Linked DNA regions of Mus musculus: region 2 is linked to region 1. Evidence: chromatin contacts called from public Hi-C data. All regions are on one chromosome and are shown on one strand. Each heading gives the region's core, a stretch centred on a gene start, on an enhancer-like site or on the middle of the called end of the contact. The rest is flanking DNA. Distances are from core to core; before and after follow the strand shown.

Region 1 (7,618 bases), core at 3,707-6,206:
TCTGGTTCACAGAAATGTTAGCGAGCCATTGCCTGCTGATCTGGGAGATTAGCCCCTGTGGCTTGTGGAAATAAGGCACTCAGTATTTTCAGTGCTAGCTACGTGAGGCGGCACTGAGGAGTCAGGAGCAGCAGGGCTCATGTCACAAACCTCAGGTAGGATGGATGAGATCATTTAAAAGGGTTGGTTTTTCAATTGGCAACAAGGAAAGACCATGTGTGTAACAACACCACTGTGCTGTTGGACTGTGGGAGCCCACACTGAGTGTGGCTCAACATGTCATCAGAAAGCAATCTTTTCATGTCTCTGCCAGCGAGACGGAGCTCCTGAAACTCACTTCTCGGTGTATGTAAGCCAGAAGCCTGTGGTCACCCATCCGTTTAAAATGAAGCAATCAATATTCTATTCTCCACCTTCCCCATAGCGGTTGAGTCTTTTTTTTTTTTTTTGAGTTATTAACTGTAAACAAACACAATTTTCCAATAGATTTGAAGCTCCAGGATTTTCTGGTGGACAATGAAACATTCTCTGGATTCCTGCAGCACAATTTGTCCCTTCCAAGATCTACTGTGGACAGCCTGCTGCAGGCGAATGTTGGTCTCCAGAAGGTAAGCTACTACCTTCAGCTAAATCAGTGGGGCCTCACTATTACCCTGTTGGGGGCCCTGGAAAGAAAGAAAGAAAAACCCTGGCCTTTGAAAAAGCTGTGAAGGAAATGGTCAGGCTTCAGAAGTTTAGTTTCATCTCATTTGACTCGTGACTCTGGTTGTCACAGACGAACCCTACAGTGAGTGGGGTGTGTCACCCAGCATCAGGGCCAGTATGCTGAAAGGAAGTTGATTTCTGTGTCTGTCCTTTGGCATTGTAATGACTCCCCCCTAAAGGGGTTATATTTTCTGTTAAGGTGAATTAAGAAGCTTTTTTTTTTTTTAAATGTTGTTCTGAAATAAGAGCCAGAGACGTAGATTCTTAAACTGGAATCTATCACAAAAGATTAAATGAAGCACTTACTGCTTTTTAAAGACAGGGAAGCTGCATAAAGAGACTTCTGATCAACTTTTAAGTGTATGTAATATTAGTGTTTACATAGGCTTTGCATCTTAGGGTCCTAGAGAACTTCTTCGCCATCATTTATTTTTGTACCACTCCTGGGCAGAGTGCATGGCTATATGTTGTTCCCCCGAAAGCTTTTTCTTCACTTTATTCTCTGGCAGAAAGGAGAATTGACCCCATGTACAGCCTTTCGGCTCTATACTGGCTTGACTTTACAGTAAGCAGAAGTCATGGGCGGGGCTGATGATTGAAGAGGGCTTTGCTTCACATGGCTGAAAATTTTCCAAGTTAGAAAAAAGAAAATGTGCTTACTGCATGCTCTTATGAAACTGGGAAAATATGTCTTGTGTTTACCAATTGTGTGGCTGGGAGGTGGGCCAGAGGCAGCAGACTTTCGAAATCATTTCATTTAGCATAATTTCCATTGCCCCCTGCCAATTTCATATCTGTTGCATGCCATCAGTTTAAACTAAGAGGCATCCAGGGAAGGTCTTTGCATGGTAATTTGAGTTTCAGTGTCTTAGGGGTTCTTCACCACAGCATGGTGACAAGGACTTATGGCAGGAGCAAGCTTGGAGTGTACTTGAGTATCTGGCAGTCAGTGACAGGCGAGTGGACGACATGGTGGCGCAGATTCCCTTCACTGTTTGCGAAACTGCATGGGAGTTGAGAGGCTTTGGTTTCGCCCCTTGCGATGCTCTACAGGTTTCTGTGACCAGAATGGACTGCGTTCAGTTAAGCTGATAGAGGGGTTGGTAATATTGTAATAAGCCATCCATTCAACAAATACTGTTCTAGGGTTATAGACACAGGTACGAGCCTTGTAAACCAAGGCAGCCCCATATTATTGCAGAGGTCTCTCTCTGCTGGACAGTGAGACTCAGGTATGAAAAAGCACTACTTATTTAAACCTAGGAAGGGTAGCTAGGTAGGAGCGTATGGCCAAAGAGAGTTTCCTGGGGTTTGCTATGAAGAACAGGTGAGGATGACGTAGAAGTACTTTACAGTTGAGTTGATAGAGGCCCACTTTTCCGTATTCTTCTTGGGGGCAAGTAAAACAAAACACTCACAATTGTGATGTTCCTTAAACATAGCTTTATGCATTTGTCAAGTATCTAAACCTACAGATTCACGGTATAATTGTTTCCATGAGGCAGCCTAATTTCAGCGTCCAATATCAATACATTTCTGGAAGAGTTAGCATAACCTTCCTCTCATAGTTCCAGGGGTTTAGACTCTGGGTTTCCATTAGCTGAGTCATGTGTTCCAGTCGCGTTGAGAAAAAGACTTGCCTTAAGGATTTCCCGGTGCTATTGGGACAAGAGAGTGGGATGCATTGAGTCAGCATGCAGTGTTGGAACATGGCTGACTGTGTCCGATTCATCCCAAGGTTCTTTCCTCCATGGGTGACTGCAGTAGTGCTTTGCTTCAGCTCTTCCAAGATGTACTGAGGTTACACTCCCCCCAAAGTGTCTGGGAGCCAGCCTTCCATCCTGATAATTTTTTCACAGCTCTGTTTACATCCAACCCTTCCAGGTATTTTTGCAAGGCTACCAATTACATTTGGCCAGTCTGTGTAACGGATCAAAATTAGAAGAAATTATTCAGCTTGGTGATGCGGAAGTTTCTGCCCTCTGTGGTCTACCGAGGAAGAAGCTCGATGCAGCCGAGAGAGTACTGCGCTACAACATGGACATCCTGAAGCCAGTTGTGGTGAGTGCTGAAGGTTTGAGAATGAGAAATCTTTTCCTGGACTGCACATCTTGTTTTTGTAGAAACTTGGGCCTGGCTGGAACTTGGTGATATAATTTAGCCCAGTCATACTCTGGGTGTTCTTTCAAATTTCAGTCCATTTCCCAAGGGTGACTTGGAGAAGAATGTTCTGGGTGTGGCAGAGTCCAGGCTCAAGGTCTCTGGTGCTGGTTTCAACCAGAAAAGATCCATCTTTCATGTTTTTTTAAAAAAATATATTTCTGAGGAAGAGTCCATTTGAAGAAAGACCGCCCTCCCCCCGGCCAGGTTTAAGAAAATGTCTTGAAATGATTAATGGGGAAATGGCTACTTATTAGTGTTTTTAAAACCAGTAGAAGAGGGAGATTGTGTTAGATAATAAAACATTGGGATTGGGTAAGACCACATAAAAATAATTAGCTCAAACAATGACAAAAATGTATTAGAAAGACATACAAAACAAACCATAACCGAGGAATGCAAGTGAGCCCTCGTGTATTGATTATCAGGGTTGGTTATAGAAATTCTGCAATAGAGATCTGTGAGTTTTCTGAGATCTTTGTCAAAATGACTCCAGTAGCATCTGCAGTAGCCAGCACTCTGCTTTTCTGTGTACCAGGGAGAGCTGTTGTGTCAGTAGGTTCTCTGAAGACATGTGTTCTTCATTATACCAAGATGATGCTGTAATCATGTCAAACTCTGTGAAGCTGGCTTTCAGTAAGGGAACCATACATTCCTATGCGGTCCTAAGACGGTCAGTTTCCATCAGCATTCCAAGCCTAGATCATGTGGGTTTTAGAAACATCTCAGAGTAGACTCTCTGAACTGACCCGGGAGAAGTTCTTATACATGTTTCAACTCTGCAGCTGTTGTGGGAAGAATAGGGGGTGGCCAAATGACAAGCTTCTTCTAGGTGCTTTTGTGGAGTGCACACATGCCAATTTTTGTGCCCAGCCTAATGTTTTCTCACTCCTAAAGTAATTCATTATGTTTCAGGTTTTTAAAGCTACCAAGTGCTTGCTTTGGTGGCCTGTGAGTCCATTGGTTATTGCCTTTATCACTGTAGTTTCAAGTGAGATGTATTTCTTTATTGGAGATGTTTGTAGTGCTCTGAGCAATAGCACTGCATAGTTAGATAAGTGTACTGCTGCCAATCTCTGCGCTTGACGTTTTGTGAGACACAAAGGGTCAAGGTCCTTACAAATGTCGTGAAAGGTGTGATATGAAATTGTGTTTGGGGACTGCTTTGCCCACTTATCACTATAAGATACAGAGGTAAACACTTAGCCTTCAAGTTTAGGAAATATGAGTTATTTAAGAAGAGACAGTAATTGATTCTGGTGCCCATTTATTTGATTTCATTCCCGTTTAATCATTGAACACCTGTAGTGTTTACAGCCCAATAAATCCTTTCTCCTGCAGAGTATCTGAACTGCTTTCTTTTTCCTTTTTTCTTTTTTCTTTTTGGTTTTTTGAGACAGGGTTTCTCTGTATAGCCCTGGCTGTCCTGGAACTCACTTTGTAGACCAGGCTGGCCTCGAACTCAGAAATCTGCCTGCCTCTGCCTCCCGAGTGCTGGGATTAAAGGTGTGCGCCACCACTGCCTGGCAGAGTACCACCATGGCCCTCATCATCTGTCTGTTAACAGCTCAGATTTCGACTTGAAAATCTTCCCCTTTGGGAGGGTTTCCAACACCAAGGAACTATACCTTTAAACCAGTCAGCCATGTGACATCCCGTCCTGTTGTGGCCTTGTAGATTAGTAGGTTCAATTTAGATGGCTTCAGTGTACCCCCTGCATGTCTCCTGGGTGTAGAGAGTGGAATTCTGCTTCTGCCCCTTCGCTTCTGCTGGGAACCGTCGCTCATAAAGTCAGAACATGGGGGCTCTTGAAGACGATAGTGAGTGATCAGGATTGTGCTATGTGAAAATGTTTTGGAAGCTGCCTCTGGGATGGGATGTCTTTCAAACATTCTGTGATGTTACTTACTGAATTAAGCAGTGCTTTAATTGGAATACTGGGACTGGTGCTTGGTTTATAATAAGCACACTTTTTCTCTTGCTACTCTGATGAAATTTTAATTTGTCACGGTCAGTGTGTGTGTGTGTGTGTGTGTGTGTGTGTGTGTATGTGACTTGTGCTGAATCGTGCTGATGGACAGTTAATTGTGCCAAGAACTTTGAGGACAACAGCCAGATGCGTGACCCAATTAGCATGGGAGAAGACTGTTCTGTTAATGTGCCATTTCTGTAACAAAAAGGGCTCATCATAAGAGACATGTTTTGAAATATTTTCCACTTGTATTGTTATTATTTTAGGTGTGGGTATTTCCCCATTTTTCAGCCAAAAATATTGTGACTTTCTCCTGGTTCTCCTCTAGGTGGTTAGGGTAATAGCGTCTGGATAACATGGGGCAGTGTGGCAGAGTTAGAAGACCATGATTTGAGGTCAATGAGATCTGGGTTCAAACATTGGCTCAGCTTTTTATAGATGTCATTGACTTAGGAAAACAAAATCTTAGATTCTACAAGCCTCCATTTCCTTTTATTTTATATAGAGATAATATAGTTTATCATTTATTATGATTATTTGTTTTTAATATCTCTATGTAGATATATCAAGAGGCCGGTGCATACTAGATGCTCAACAAGTAGAAGCTGATAGTTTAATTGACATAAATAATAAAAATTGCATGTTAAAAACAGTTGCTGGTAAGGCAGATGTTTCATTTTGTAGTTCAGTGTTAAGAAGCAGAAGCAGAATAAACAAAGCAATCCTGGAGAATATATTCAGTGCATAATGATATTTTTTTTTGTCTAGATCTGGACATAAACCCCAAACAAAACTCACCAACTACACACCAACCTCCAGACTAACTCACTTGCTGAACAGTGCTGTACGTCAGAATTGTTCTAGGAACCCTACTTAGTTGAGGTTCTCAAAAAGGTGTTTTTCCAGTTAGTACAAGGGTAGATTGATTGATGGAACCCTGTCTGTCTCTAGGATAAATATAACGGAGGTCATGGACATGCTGGTAATCCTGAATATTCACTGTGTATTGTTAAGACCGGGATGTAAAGGAAAAATAAAAGGTGGAGGCAGTACATTTAAGGACTTCTTTCCAGGTTCTGGGGTGAAGTGATACTTGCCCTAGATAGATTGGGGCTCTGGTCCCGTCTCACTGTCGTCTCAGTAGTGTGGGAATGGTGTCTGAATCTTGAGGTTGGAAGGAAGGACCACAGATTTGTCTCATGTCAGCAACACCTTGGATATAGCTCGCATGACTACGCTTATTAGGTCATCTTGACCTCTAAGAATACCATCTGCCTAAAAGGGAGAATCCTGTCTCTATGGAATGAAGAACTCTCTTCAAATGTCTTGTGTTTCATGCTATGTGTTCCTACCACGGCAGAATTTGGTTCTTATATTAGGGGGCCTGTGGTTTCTGGAAGACCAGAAACCTCACAGCTGGGCTGTCTGCCCTCCAAGGCGCAAATGAGTAATGGGCGAATGGAGTTACCTTATCTGGAAGATCTGGGCTTGTTCTTAATTTCTGTAGACAAACACTCAAAAGGACATATGGGGCTTGATATTATCTTCTGCTTGGTGACCTTTTCTTCATTTGCTCTGTGTGTGTGTGTGTGTGTGTGTGTGTGTGTGTGTGTGTGTGTGTATGTGTACGCGCGCGCACATGTGCCCGCACAGGCATGCGTACATATTTGTATGAAGGTGGGTACATGTGTATGTGTGTAGGCATACATATGTGTGCATGTAGGTCAGAAATAGATGCTGGGAGTCATTCTTCTGCACTTTATTCAGTGAAGAAGGGTCGGCATGACTTGTCTCATTAGACATCTTGCTTTGGGGGGGCCCTCATCTCTCCCTTCCAAGGCTGGGGTTACAGGCAGGCTGCCATGCCCACATGATATCTGTGTGGGTTCTGGGATCTGACCTCTGGTTCTCATGCTTCTGTCATGAGCACTTTTAACCACTGAGCCATTGACTCAGCTCTGCTTAGGATTTTTAAGGGTTCAGTACTTTAGCATGTCACACGCCGACCTTGCTTGCAGCATTTATTTATTTATTGTAGGCTTTTGTAGAGGAGAATTTTTATGTAGGTTTTTGTAGGGAGGAATTGTTGCTTGTAAGACTTGAACATTTGTGGAAAGTTTTTCATGAACTGGCTTTACCGTCTAGCTGCTTGCACGGTATGCCTTTGTCTCTAAGCCACGGTGGCTCTTATCATTTGGTATGTGGTGCAGTGACAAGCTGTGACGATTTACTCTCAGGCCGTGTGCTCATCTGTACAAACTGAGGGATAAATTGGTGAATATCGTAGTGTTTTGCTAACATGACTGCTCAACTCTGCCCAAACACGTGTGTCTTAATTATACTATGTTTGCTCTGGAGAAATGCTGTGGCTTTTAAGGTAAAGGCTTGTTTTTGTTTTCTTCTAAATTATGCTAATAAGTGTATTGAACTATATTTAGAAGCACCATAAACATGAAACATTTTAAGGTATGAAACACATTTAATATAAAACTAAATATTTAACTTATTTTTATATGTTAATGCCTCCTTTAGACATGAGGTTAATCATTCCCCATTTTAATAAAAATATTAAAATGTTCCTCAAAGGAAAGCTTTATTGTCATGGAAATATTAGACTCCGTTGGGTTGGGTACATTCCAAGTGGGATGGCCATAAATATCATGGAAATATTAGAGACTGATTGATTAGGATAATTCTTGCCTGTGGTACATTGCTGACTTGTTTTCAGTTTAAAGCTGTTTTTTTCCCTCCAAATTTTATTTTTTATTTTATTTTGTGCGT
Region 2 (7,618 bases), core at 2,652-5,151, 410 kb before region 1:
ACTGGCCTAGAAATGAAGCATGCCAGATCAAGACACAGGCCATGCCTCTTCAAGAAATCACAAGAGCAAACAAATCACACAGAGGGCAATTTTAGCCTTCACTTGGTACTCCTGGAGACACGTCAGGTTCAAGGCACCAAAACTCACATCCAGTATGTTTGAAAGGATACATCGGAAGATAGTTTAAGATTAGACAATAGCTCTGAGTGTCATATAAAACATACAGACTTCTACCACTGATGAGTTCTGAGCAATGGGTTAGTGCTGACTGAAAACCCTGAGGACTGATAATAACTGTTTATAGCAGCTGTATCTAAGGAACTGATAGGGAGACTGGATGTGGAGAGAGTCTAACATTCCACTAATAGAAAGATAATGGAACAGGTGGCAGCTAACACCAACTGTCAACAACATTTTTACCAGTTTTAAATATTTTTAAAATATTTTTCTTGTATTGATTTGTCGCAAAAAATCCCAATGAGGTAGGTACAGAAACTGTCCCATGACAGTCATGGGGCTGAGGCTTCAAGAGGTCAAATAACTTGTTCAGAGTCTTAAGACTACTAAGTTGAAGAATCAACAGTTGAATCTAAATAATTTATCTGAGAGCCTATACTTTTATCCAGCGAACTACACTGCCTATGTGGTACACGTGTCTAAAGAACCGTACCCCATACCTAAGACAGGGTATAAGAAGTTACAGGGCTGACAACTGTGGCACAGGACTTAGCAAGGCAAAGATGGGGTCACAAGTGAACACAGAAGCTGAACTCATCAGTGCCCATCACGTATTCAGTACTCCTCGCACACCCTCACGTTTATTTGGATGACGACCCCTGGGCTCAGAAAGCTCTTCTATCTCTTCTTATGGAGCCAGTGATGGAATCTGAACGGGAATCCAGATCCTCACCGGTCCATGCCTTTCCCGCTCTCTATACTAAGGGCATGAGGTGGTGGGTCAGGAACATCACCCGTCTTCCTCCCTTCAGAGGACCAGCATCCTGTCTGGAAGGATCTGAAGCCAGGCTGGGATAGGCATGGTTATGGCTCCAAGCCTGTTTTAGTCAGCTACATGTTACATGGGGTAAACACCTGAGTCAACAAGTTGCTGAAAGGACCTAGCACCAGCCATGGATTTAGGCAAGCAGGAAGACATAAGAAGCCCTTCACACAAAACACAAACATGGAACCTCGCTCAGGGAGTTCAAAACATGGGCCAGAGGGGCCTTTAGCATGCAGTGCTCTACAAAGAGAACTTTAAAAATACTCTAAAGAGAACTGCAGTAAACCATGTAGGACTGAGGACAGCGCCTGGAAAGAAGAATTTCCAAAGAGCAGAGCTGATTTGCAGGGAACTGGCTCTGCTGGTATTCGCGGCTAATCCCAGTCTTTTAACCTCAAAACTCCTCCAAACTATTTTGAGAAAAGGTCATGATGCAACATTAAATTTAAGAGCAGAACATAAAATTATATGTACACCAGCACACTGAAAAAGAACTGACAGCAGAAATTTGATTATAGTTCTTTACATTCGTTCCTGTAACTTTTGCCATCACTTTACATATGCACATATTATACTGTTAACCGCAGATTAAACATAGACTATGGGCGGATGGAGTGAACACAGATTGTGAGATTTAAGCAAAACTTGGAAAGAAGGGGAAAACTAAACTTTATACAGAGTATATTAACAGCAAGCTTAGATTTCATCTGTAATTCCAGCACACACTCAGCTCTAGACGCTAAGGCAAGACGATCATCAGCTCATGCAACCAGCTCAGGAAAGGCCCTATCTCAAAGTAATAAAACCCGAAAATATCCAATAGGGTGTATCGAAAGTACCTAAAGCATTTAGTTTAAAAATACCCATTTGTACATCACAAAGACCTTCTGAGGATTTCCCTGGGAATCACCCCACCCTGGGGAAATTCTGTTTTTCTTTCTTATCAACAAAGGTGTGAAATAATCTATCTCTGCTTGTCTTTTTAAGACAAGAGATCTTGCTACGCTGTCTAAGTGAGCCTGCACTTAGGCTAAGCAATCCTTCTGCCTCAGCCTCCCGGGTAGCTGGGATTACAGTCACAGCACTGCACCCAGCACTTCTACAGATTTAATAATCTCCTCAGTTGGTGCTCAAATACTAAACTAGGAAATCTCAAACCACTTCTTTCTTCTCCTTAAGGTTGTTTTATAACATATTTAGTTGGAGGACAAGTATATACTGAAATGCAAACATACAGCATTTAACTGAGCCCAGGAGCCCAGGTGATCAATGTGGACAGTCTAAAATCTCACCATTGATCTCTGCAAACTTCTGGACGTCACTCAAGGTTTTCAACTCCTGTCGAGGACATGCTGCTACGCACAGTGCTATAGACTTGATCTTCCTGTTTATCAAGTCCAGGTTGCATGGGTCCAAAAAGAACACATACCTAAAGCATGGAAAAAAGAACCAAGATATTATTTTGCAAAATACATATGGCTCGCCGCATACTCAACCAAGCCCCAAAGCAAAGGACAGACTTCACTGAGCTACACAGTTGCCAATCCTCAAACAGAACCATCAGTGGAAGGTTTGAAAACAATGACTTGTAATGCTTACAAAGAGAACGGAGTAATTGAAGAAATTAATAGTTTTCACAATTTCTTTTCCTAATATTTATACTTTATAATATGCAGATTTCATCATCAGAAATCATCGTTTTCTTGCTTTGTTAAACTCGTACCAAATACTATTAGAATATCCCAATGTTGTGATTTAACATACATTACAGTTGTCACGGAAACTACAAACTTTGGTTAATGGATATTATTATCAAAATGGAAACAAGTATATTAATGAACACACACTGATATGGGTGGACATTCGAATGAAAACTAGAAAAATATACAGCAACATCACAGCCCTCTAATCTGTCCTTCCTTCTCAGGGTTCTTGTTTTCTACAAATTATGCAGGTTACATCTTAATTGGAATAGCCACAGTACATTTCCTATATATTTTAAAAATCCCATAGCAGCTATATAAAAATAATTCATATATCCTAAATTATATCCTATGTATATTTATACAATAATATTTTTAAAAGGCAAAGCTTAGATGGAAATCGTAGGATTTAACAAATAAAATCAAAGAGAAGCTAAAGACAGCAGGTATGTATCATAACCTGTCCAAGAGAAAATGAAGCCCACACATCCTCTGACAAGATAAATAGTGACTAGTGTTTCGCACCACAAAGGGCACATAAGGAGAAATGTCTTATTTGGCACAAAGTTCTTTAACCACAGCCCTGGTACATTTTTTTTCTGAGTCCATGGCACATTTTACAAAGTCAATGTCCTTTCCCACAAACCACCTAAACCTACATTCCAAATACAACTGACCGTAAGAATGAGGTAATCACTTTCCTCAGCCTTTGGCTATAATCTAATGAGGAAACAGAACTAGCTACACAATCTCAAAAGCAGAAGACTAAAGTCAATGCACGGGTGAAACAGGCACTATCTAGAAATGCCAGAGCGGGAGAAACAGTGCAGAAGGTACCAGAGAGGCCCTCACAGATGGAGCATTAACACTGCACAGACAGTGCGGCCAGAAGACCAGCCAGGAGCCCAGCAGCAAGGAGAAGCACAAGATGCACTACAAATCTACAAGCTCTTAGAGACTCTAAAATCACTGATGTTCCCAAAAGATAAAAGGAACACAAAGAAGCCAGATGTGATTTGGAAGCAGGGTTCACGGATGGTGCCCACAGCCGAAAACAAGGAGGTGGTTAGTACAGGCAGGCACAAAGAGAATGGGTTCTGGGTTGGCTGGAACAAGCAACCTCTCACTAATTCTCCCTCCATCTGTCCCACGCATGTGACTCAGCATGTCTGTTCCTAGGACCACAGACAATAGACTGCACACAGCCAGATTCTGGGCAGGGAACACTCAGGGTCTGAAAGAGGGTGTATCAACTAGCAGTGCCAGCACAGGCAATAGTAAGTACCATCTATGATATCGGTAATGAATGCAGCCAGTGTTTATTGAATACTCGTGTGACAGACACTCAGAAAACCTCTGTGTACACATCAGTTCCACACAGTAGTGTGGTGTTTCTGTGCAGGCAGTGGAATGTGGGTTGGGGACTCACTGAATACACAGTTCTTAATGATAAGCGATGCCCTAAGAAGTATCTGGAGAAATTACATGCCAGGAGAAATCAGACTTAGAGACAAGTGAAGAAAGGCAGAGGCTGCCAGGCTTCCCAGCTGGGACAAGGCTCTAAGAACGATGACCTCCTGAGAATAGATAGCTCGTCTGTTGTCCTGCTTCTGTGTCTCCCAATGCTAAAACTGACCTAACTATATTTTTACAGCCCTACCTTATCCTCTGAAAGGCCGTGGTAGTTTGTACTTGAGAATAAATGGTAACTTGTACTGTGCCTTAGTTATACCAACCTGAACCTGTGTCCTGTTGGGTTTGTTTGTTTGTTTGTTTTTTACCTGCTTTGGCCTCTCAAGCAGCTGAGATCACAGGTATGCACACTCCTCAGCTTCTAGCCTCCCTACAATACTTCTTTTGCCTAACTTAAGAAAAACATCTTCCGCTCTCTTGATTCTCTTGCTTTCTCTCTACCCCTCCATTCTCCCCTCTCTCCATGTGGCCATGGCCACCCTCTGCCTCTTTACTCTTCTCTCTCTTTGCTTTTCTACAATAAAGTTCTAAAACCATGAAAAAAAAATAAAAGAAAAAGAAAAACATCTTCCCTCCTTATCCTCAATGTCTGTATTTTAAACACTATACCATTTACTCTTTAGTCTACTGTAAGGTCACCAACGGTACACATGTAACAGACAGTATGTGCATGACAGTTCCTATTGGTTTCTCACAGAAAACACCTAACCTTTACAAAGCCTGCATTTGATAGTTAGCCACTCTACTCAACTTGGTCTGGAATAGTCACAAATAAGACTACAATACTAAGATTTACTTTTCATTTGGGAGGAAAAGCTGCATAGATACCATTGGGTCAAGAGGCTTGGTAAGACAAGCAGCCCTCAGAGCAGGTCAGGCAAAACAGAAATGGGTTAAGAAGGTGAGTAGAATCCTACAATATATATTTAGCACTATCAAACTAATACTGCTGATTATAGCATAAGAGCATGTTTCCGAAAAACTATAACCCATACAACCAAAATACAACTTAATACAAAATACAAAAAGCACTTTTAGAAATATATGCTAATGGCATATGCTTAGCATGCACACATACCCTAGTTCCAACCTAAAAACATATTAAATCCAATTCACACAAAAACACACTATGAAGAGCTCCTTATAGGCCCTAGGTTCTAAGAAGGCTTGCTCTCCCTTTGACAGTGAAAGAAGCTATCAACTCTATTTACAAATTAGGCTAGCATCAGCAGGTGAGTAGTTTCCCTTTTGCAGTTTCATTTCACATGGATTCAGCTACCTGTGGCTGGGGAAACAGCCACAAAGTCAGGGACCAGCAAATGGAAATTTTCATAAATAGACAAATACATTTTGAGTCATTTTTATTATACTTATTGGTATGACTACTCAATTTCATGGTTAGTTGTTGTCAGTTTCTTACTGTATCTGATTTATTAGTTAAACTTTCTTCTAGGTATGTACTCATAAGAGAAAAAAATGGCTCCCGGCAATAGCACAATGAAATACAAATAAAAAAAATTAGTACAATCCACAGCCCCAAAGAACTGCACTGCCTCTTGGAATGCTTTCCATGAAGATAAGGGGAACTCATTTGCAGTTAACCGACAGCTTACAGAGGGTATTTTTCAGACATGGGATAAGAAGCAACAAAGTACTATCTATCTGTCTCACAGCCCATCCTAATTCCACTGTCACCAGCCTGTGTCAGGAATGAGGACGAGGCACAAGAATGTTGTAGAAGCTCAAATCTATTAATAACTTAGAAACAGCTTTGTTTAAGTTTCACATCCGTTATAGACCCTAGAATACCATGCGTGAGAATGGGGGGGAAGAAAAACAATGACAAGAATACTTTTCAGAAACTGAACAGCCTGGACACCTGCAGGCTCTGGCACACACAGTATGCACGGGGCATGCTCGGGTGGGTGGTGCAGAAAAGACACTGGCAAAGGGAACTGCCAAACACCCAGGTGAGCTTTGAACTTAAGAAAGTGTGATGGGGGCTGGAGAGATGGCTCAGCTGTTAAGGGCCAGGCTCAAAACAGACAAGGGCAATGGCGACAGGAGACAAACCACAAAGTGCTCAGACTGGCCTGCAGAGGAAGCTGTACAGAGACCGGTGGGGGAGGGGTTTAAGCACAGGCTCAGTTCAGGTGGGTTCTGGGGTTATTTGAAGAAGAAATGAAGCAAAATCTATTCTAACTTGGAAATCTGGAAATACCAAATTCTTTCCAGGAGGAAAGAAAGGTTAGAATACCCACAAAAAGCAGCGTGTCTGCACAGTACACAGGACATAGGCACCAAACATGAGAATGGGCAACAGGGAAGGCGCAAGCCATAAATCACAGGCGGTCAGGAAAAGGAAAAGAGCCACAGGAAAGGAGTAACTTGAAAAGCTGTGCTCAGAGTGAGATGATGAAACCCAGTTAGATGCTGCTACATGTTTAACGGTGGCTTGAACCTCTATTTGGCTTTTACTGTCCCCACCAAGAAGAGAAGAAGGTAGAGAAAATGAGATTTACCAAGGAGTTACTGTATCTCACAAAGCCTCAGAGGCTGTGTCCTCAGCATACTACAATTCAATAGCCCACGGAGGGATCCAGATGGTGGGTAACAATTGGAGATCGCATAGACGTAAAGTCTGACCCACAAATGTTATTCTCTCTGATCCTAACTGGAAAGACAGGGCACAGCCACCAGTGTCAGGTTGATGGCTGGCTGGTCCATCAGGTCTGTAGCAGAAGGAACTCTGACTACTTACAATGCAGTGGTTTACCTTTGTAGGGAACAGCACTCAAAGGATTAGCATTAGACAGGACTTAATTCACAAAAAAGCATCCCGTAATTCCACAAACATTGTTACATATTACTCCCAGGAAAGGCCCTTTCAGTGCAAAAATCTACAAAACACAAATTTTGAATGCAAATAACTCTCAGACTACAGAAAAAGAGGCAGGAGTACAACGAGTCATTTCAACCCCACGTGACGAGGTTGAGATGGCTGTAGAAGCTGTACAGATCTGCAAGGAGGAAAGAGGGTGAGAGAGAGCATGAGGGAGGGGGAGGAGGAGTCTAAGCTGCATTTTGAAATTGAGTAGGAATTTTCCAGACAGATGGGGAAGGGAGCACTCGGGCAGAGGAAACCGCATGCCTAAAAGCGCAGAAGCATGAAAGAGCATATTTAAGGAACTGCAAATGATCGGATAGGGCTGACTCTAGGGTGGAACATCAAAGAGATATGTGCCGAGGAGAAGTGTTTGGGGGGTGGGGGGGAGAGGTGGCTGTCCTGAGAATTCAGGGGATCTCACACTTTGCTCCATAAGGCAATGTGTAGCTACAAGGACACCTCACAGTAAGGCCCTGGTGTAAGCAGCTGATCAAACTGAAGGCCAGGGGGAAAAGCTGGGCACAGCAGTGCGGATCCAGAGATGAGCCCTTG

The links. A called contact is a pair of places that touch in the nucleus more often than the background predicts.
Region 2: a Hi-C map of muscle stem cells shows a contact between it and region 1, with 2.2 times the contacts expected there. The contact joins two enhancer-like sites. A contact is called at or near these places in 1 of 15 datasets of contacts at CTCF or cohesin (the NIH/3T3 cell line), 3 of 484 Hi-C or Micro-C datasets (the AtT-20 cell line, bone marrow-derived macrophages and muscle stem cells) and 1 of 115 datasets of contacts at active chromatin or transcription factors (SST interneurons).

The regions. Positions count from the first base shown.
Region 1 is chr4:53,102,154-53,109,771 of GRCm38.p6, reverse strand. Abca1 (ATP-binding cassette, sub-family A (ABC1), member 1) reads left to right here. Exons shown (of 50, transcript NM_013454.3): 6 at 487-608; 7 at 2,590-2,766. Among named protein-coding and RNA genes, the nearest start is that of Abca1, 54 kb to the left of the region's middle. Within about 2 kb of position 4,956, at least 6 of the 459 cell types and tissues checked have an H3K27ac peak or open chromatin away from gene starts, as enhancers often do. A contact at or near this core is called in muscle stem cells, where this site is marked.
Region 2 is chr4:53,512,359-53,519,976 of GRCm38.p6, reverse strand. Slc44a1 (solute carrier family 44, member 1) reads right to left here. Exons shown (of 16, transcript NM_001374697.1): 4 at 2,296-2,432. Among named protein-coding and RNA genes, the nearest start is that of Slc44a1, 76 kb to the right of the region's middle. Within about 2 kb of position 3,901, at least 90 of the 459 cell types and tissues checked have an H3K27ac peak or open chromatin away from gene starts, as enhancers often do. A contact at or near this core is called in muscle stem cells, where this site is marked.